Linked DNA regions of Rattus norvegicus: region 1 is linked to region 2. The links are chromatin contacts, called in public Hi-C maps. All regions are on one chromosome and are shown on one strand. The core of a region is the stretch at or near the end of the contact, and the rest is flanking DNA. Distances in the headings are between cores, read along the strand shown. Region 1 overlaps Cobll1 (cordon-bleu WH2 repeat protein-like 1). Region 2 holds the start of Grb14 (growth factor receptor bound protein 14).

Evidence for each region. Hi-C and Micro-C count contacts between places; a contact is called where the count stands out from the background.
Region 1: a Hi-C map of liver shows a contact between it and region 2, with 3 times the contacts expected there. The contact joins the enhancer-like site here to the promoter of Grb14 in region 2. A contact is called at or near these places in 9 of 12 Hi-C or Micro-C datasets (the Rat2 cell line, Schwann cells, frontal cortex and 5 more).

What each region holds. Positions count from the first base shown.
Region 1 is chr3:70,200,126-70,202,825 of GRCr8, forward strand. All of the region lies in intron 6 of Cobll1 (cordon-bleu WH2 repeat protein-like 1), which reads right to left. All of the region lies in intron 2 of LOC120101557 (a long non-coding RNA gene), which reads left to right. Among named protein-coding and RNA genes, the nearest start is that of Grb14, 110 kb to the left of the region's middle. Within about 2 kb of position 1,441, at least 20 of the 93 cell types and tissues checked have an H3K27ac peak or open chromatin away from gene starts, as enhancers often do. A contact at or near this core is called in liver and prefrontal cortex, where this site is marked.
Region 2 is chr3:70,090,304-70,093,238 of GRCr8, forward strand. It overlaps Grb14 (growth factor receptor bound protein 14), which reads right to left and starts at 1,618. Exons shown (of 14, transcript NM_031623.2): 1 at 1,365-1,618; 2 at 6-138. The coding sequence starts at 1,549.

The DNA of each region.
Region 1 (2,700 bases), core at 191-2,690, 110 kb after region 2:
GAAGCAGAGGTGACCCATCAAGTACCAGCAGCTGTGCTGAGCAGGAGGAGACAGGAGACCTCAGCCACAGGGCCTGCAGTTCTTCAACTACATGTGAGAGCGGTCATCTCCTCTGCCGATGTTAGCACCACTCCTATCGTTAGTCTGAAGTAAGTACTGTGATAGGAGCCAGTAAGTTAGAGTTAGATCATCTAGCAGTTTGAGCCATGCTAGCTTGTGACTTTTTGTTCCTAATTAAAGTTAAGGCCCTCCAGGGAGTCACGAGGTTTGTATCAAGTGTCTTGTACAAAATTCATTATTAGTTAATAGTGACACGTATACCCTCCAGCTAATAAGCTCAGTAAACCCATTTTCCCCACACTCTAAGCCTTCCATTTCTTTGTAGCAGCACAAGGTGCTTGTGTGGATTCCTGTGTTATAGTAAGTGCAGACAGGAAGATGCCAGGTATTAATTCTTCAATGTTACTATCATATTTTGGGTGTCAGGAATCATTCGATAGGAGCGGCCATCATGACCTGGTGACCACCGTCCAAAGGTCCACACTACAGAGAGCTTCATCAGGTAGAAGCCAGACTTACTTAGTTTTGCAATGTAAGAGCTGGAAGGTTCTGGAAAATTGAGTTGCAAAATTTTATTCCTCAGAGGGAAGAACACAGCAATGCAGAAGTTCACTGAGTATGGAAAGTTGATGGAAAGAAAACAGCAGAGAATCAAAACACCACAGACTATCTAGGAGAGCCCACGATGACACAAGACACGTGGAGGGTTTAGTGGCTTCCCATTTACATCCACACTGGCTGTGTGTGTGTGTGTGTGTGTGTGTGTGTGTGTGTGTGTGTGTGTGTCTGTGTGCACTGTTTCCATGTGTGTGTGTGCGCACATGCAAAGAAAAAAAGACAAATTTTAAAGCTTATGCTATGCCTTTGCCAGACCTGTACATCCGTCTTCTGGAGACAAATCAGCATTTACCTCAGTCCTACCCACCCATCACTCACTGAAATACATTTATATAATCAAGGCTATTAGTAACAATCTTGGCTTTATCCTTTTAAGCCCAAAGAGAACTGAGCCCAGCAGTCCACCATATATGGACAAGAAAGTAGAGCCTAGGATCCAAAGTAAACAAGAAGAGATGTGACTGTCATGGTTCCCGTAATCCTCACACACTGGACAGACATGTTTCTAGGGACAGGTGAGGAGAACATCTTACAGGTTAGCTGAGCTTAGAACCCATGCCAATGACAAGCAGCAACCAAAATAATAGACTGGGGGCATTCCGGTTCAGCCCAGACATGAAGCCAAACCTGGAAAGCAAGCTTGGTCATATATGCACCCTCCCGACACACGTATAACCACGGCTATGCTTCCTCTGACCCGGCTTCTGTCAGTGCATGCTGCTGACTAGAGAAGGGCAACTCTACTCAGGCAGCATCCAACACTGAACTAGGACAGAGGCTATGTCAGCCTTGGACCTGTGACTTCCGTGTTCTGCTATGACCTCAGTGTAAAGCCAAAGGCGACATCAGCTTTTTGCTCACGGATAGACAAAGAAGAGAACCATGTATTCAATCAACAAGTGGTAAAGCTCTTCTTCTTTGAATATTCTTCTCCTTTAATGCATAAAGCATAATCAGCAGGTCCCTTTACTTTTGGGTTTGAAGCAGTATTGACAGAGGGCTTGGCTGTAGATTAACGGAGTGCTGTTTGCAGAGCTTGGCCTGAAATATGAAAACTAAACACAGAAGCAGGCACCACTGCTTTAATGGCTGTAATAAACCTTAGAAAAGTTACAACAGAATGACGTGCGCTATGCACGGCAAAGACTAAAGATTATACTGTGCTGGTACTTTTCTCAGATGCATTAATCCACTCATAGCTTTGGAAGCAGGGCCAGATGTACTCATATATCAAGCTGCAACTGCCATGGTAACCACAGTTTCTAGGCAACTGTAGAACTATGTGTGAGGTCCACTTTCCATACAATGAATACAAGAGGAGAGCGGAAGAAAAAAAAAGTGTTACATGACAAAAAAAGAAAGAAAGAAAGAAAGAAAGAAAGAAAGAAAGAAAAGAAAATCAGAAAGAGCAATATTTCTTAATGAGTACAAAGACATAATCTATTACAACGGGGAATACAACCTTAATTTGTCTGCATAAAATAAGTGGAAAAAATTCACCAAGTGAAATAAAAACAATGTTTATTTACTTGGTGGGTATATATCATCTGCTTTCAAACCAAACTATGTAGGAAAATAAAAACGATAAAACTGTGCAAAAGAGGCACGCGAAGCATTCCTAAAACATTGAGTCAGCCATTGAAAAACGAATACTCTGGGTATTAAGTTTCACTTGCACAATATTAGATGGCAAGACGTCTCAGTTTCTCAATATTTGAATGTTTTCTGTGGCAGCACACACATCGAGACCAAATGAAATGCTCAGTAGAGATTAGCCCTTTACTGTGCTTCCCGACCCAAACCTACCCCAAGGAGGTTACACACCATGCCAGCGGCTGGGGAAAGTTATTTACTGTTGTATGCCGGGAATTCTAAGCCATAAAGCTACACCAAATGGGTGAGTCAAAAATTCTCCCAAGGTTTGTGAGTTCTACGGGTTGGGATTTCCAACAATTTCTTTTATAACTCTTATAACTCTCCAGTTGAAACATGAATAAGACTAAAAGGCCAACTCATGGAGAA
Region 2 (2,935 bases), core at 368-2,867:
CCTACCTGTTTCTTCCTTGAATTTGATCTGGGGAAGAGGCCTGCTGACAGCACCGATGTAAGTGGAGAACAGCAGAGCTCAGGGAAGGGGTTAGGAATGGAAGGCGTTTCCTGAACTTCCAGATCTTTCGCTTTTCTCCTACACCAAGAGAACACAGGGAGTCATTTACATAAAACAGAATATAAAATGTAATTGCTGTCAGGGGGAAAGAGCATTGTTAAGGCTAATGTGTTTCACTCAGTGACAAGGCTAACACTATGTAAGTGTACAGGAAAGGAAGGGCTAGGATGCAGTATCCATGGGTCAAAATATGCCAATTACCACAAATAATTCTATAGCACCTGCCCCACCCCACCTCAGGAGCACACCCAGAAAAAGAAGGAGGAGGAGAAAAAAAAAACCTCAGGAGGCATGGACACTTCATTTCCTGTACTTAGGATTTTCCTGAACACCAACTCAGCCTACATCATGATTTATGCAAACATTACCCAGAGGAGTGTGCCATTTCCTGGCGCCTATTAAATTGACAAAAATCTGTAAGTTACATGCAGTGAACTCACACCCCCAGTAATTTTTTTACTCATCACTGCTGGAAGTTATGATTTATTAAATATAGATGTGGTTCATCTCACTTGGAAATTCATTCACAATATTGCCCACACACCGTCTGCTAATTTTTTCAAGTGCTTATAGATACGGAACATCAAGGCAGTGCTTCTCGGAAGGTAAGTCAATAGGATGTGCTAGCAGGAGTATACGCTAGGCCACTGGGGAGTTATTTTAACTTGACTGAAGTCAGAGTGCTTTGCGATCCTGACAAAGAAGCAAGAGTGGTATTTACATGCGTGACTGAAAGGGGCCAGATTCTTAAGCTGTTCTCACCTTTTTCTTTCCTAATGTACGACAACTCCAAAGGCACTTAATGCCCATTGCTGTGGAGATGAGAAACCTTGGAAAGCCTCTGTTCTGGTGGAACATAAAGACTGCTCAAATGTCGATCCCTGCTCTGCCTCTCCAGGGTCCTTGGAAGACTATCTACGTGGGAGGTGAACACATTCAAGCTTGGATTTTTGAAGCCTATAGTGTAGTTGGAAGAGGGCCACCCAGCAGCTTGGAGTGTAGCCTCCTGGTTCATACCAAAGGGCAAAGGCGAGACAGACGGCTCTTCACCACCCCCTGATGCTATTTATAACAGGGCACCTGGAGATCGCGATGCCCTGCTGACCCCGCGGGAGGCGGCTCCAAGGGAATTGTCTTCAGACACTTTTCCAAACTTGGTCGGGCTCGGGCACACACTCACCCCTGGGCCGCCTCCACACCCCAAAGCGGGTTGCTGACCCGGACACCCTCACGAAGCTTCCTACCTGTCCATGGCACCGCGGCGGGTCGCATCTGAGGCCGGGGACAGCGCGTGCAGTCCGGGGACCTGAGCCGGGTCCTGGGCGTCTCCCTTGCCCTGGGCAACGCGGCACACCTGCACTGCCAGCGGCGAGTCCTGGGCGCCCGCCCGGCCCGCGGCGCTCTGCCCATCTTGCAGGGACGTGGTCATGATCGTAGGCCAGGGGGTCTAGGGAGTCATCGACCGCGAGGCGAAAGCGAAGAAAGGCTGGGGTCCAGCGGTGCCGAGCGGTTGCAGGAAGCGAGCGCCCTGCAGGTGCGGTGGTAGGGCCGCCTGCGCTCTCGGCCGGGGCGGCTGGGACGCGGTGGGGCGGGGAGCGGGGGAGCGGGGGAGGGGTGGGGGCGGAGGAGGAGGGTGGGGACCGGGAGGAGCGGTGCGGGGGGCGGGGAGGATGGCGCGCCAGCCTGGCGGGCCCTGCGCGTGGCCCGGGCACTCGGGGGCGCTGGTGTCACTCTCCTGACGCGCGTGGACCTCGACCTCAGGCTCCCTAGGTCCCACTGTCGCCTTCCCAAGTGGGTGACCTAGCACAAGGCTGAATCCGGGAGTCCCAAGGGCCCAGTACCACTCTGGGAAGAGGACTCACTTCCAACCTGCATGGGTCCAGACAGAACTGATCCTTAGACCCTTCCGTGCCAGTAGGGTCACCGAGGATCACCTAAGCTGTGGTTGGATCGTTAAGACAGACCCCACAGTGCAGGAAAACCAGTGGGAAATCTTAAGGCTGTGTATACTCCATCCCCCTCCCCCTCCCCCTCCCCCTCTCCCACGATCTCTTTCTTTTCCCTCCAAGGCAAGAGATGGAGTGAGGTGAGGGAAAATCAGGGTTGCTGTCTTAGAAAAACTCCTTTGAACTGGTGAGAATTCTCAGTAAAACCTGAATGAATCCGAAGGTGCCTGGGATTATTAAAAGACTTTTTTTTTTCTTCTTTCTTTTTTTCTCTTTTCTTTTTTTAATGAGCATTTTCCTCACATTTTCCTCATTCTGCCTTGCTCTCCTAACTGTTCCCTGAGTCTTCTCCTTGTCTCATTTTATACATAAGAACACTGGGACCCCAAGCGATCCAGTGCCTTGTACTGCTTAGCTCTTAGTAATGGATGCAGTCGAACTCATCCCATAAGTTTCCGTCTCAACCCAGTGAAACAGGAACCACATTGTGTTCATCCAAGATGCAGCAACCGCACCCTGTAATCCCGACCTCTGTGTTCCTGCTTTTCATGAAGTGTCCCACATCCTGTGCACCCTGGAGGACTTTGAGATATGTTACACACTCTTTGCTCTTTGACCAAATTAGGTATCATCGGGTCCCGGCACCTGTTTCACTAAGTTAACCTCCACGACCTCTGCCCATGGCAAATAAACATCCCTCCTGAAAACGTGAGCAGTCCTTGTCCTGCCTGAGTATCTCTCCTATCAGGATGTCAGACCCAAACTCTGATGACAACCAGAGGTGTCATGCTTCATGGTTACAGCCCGGGGATTCCATGAACTGAGAACACCCGAGTCAAAAAAAAAAAAAAAAAAAAAGAATATTCAAC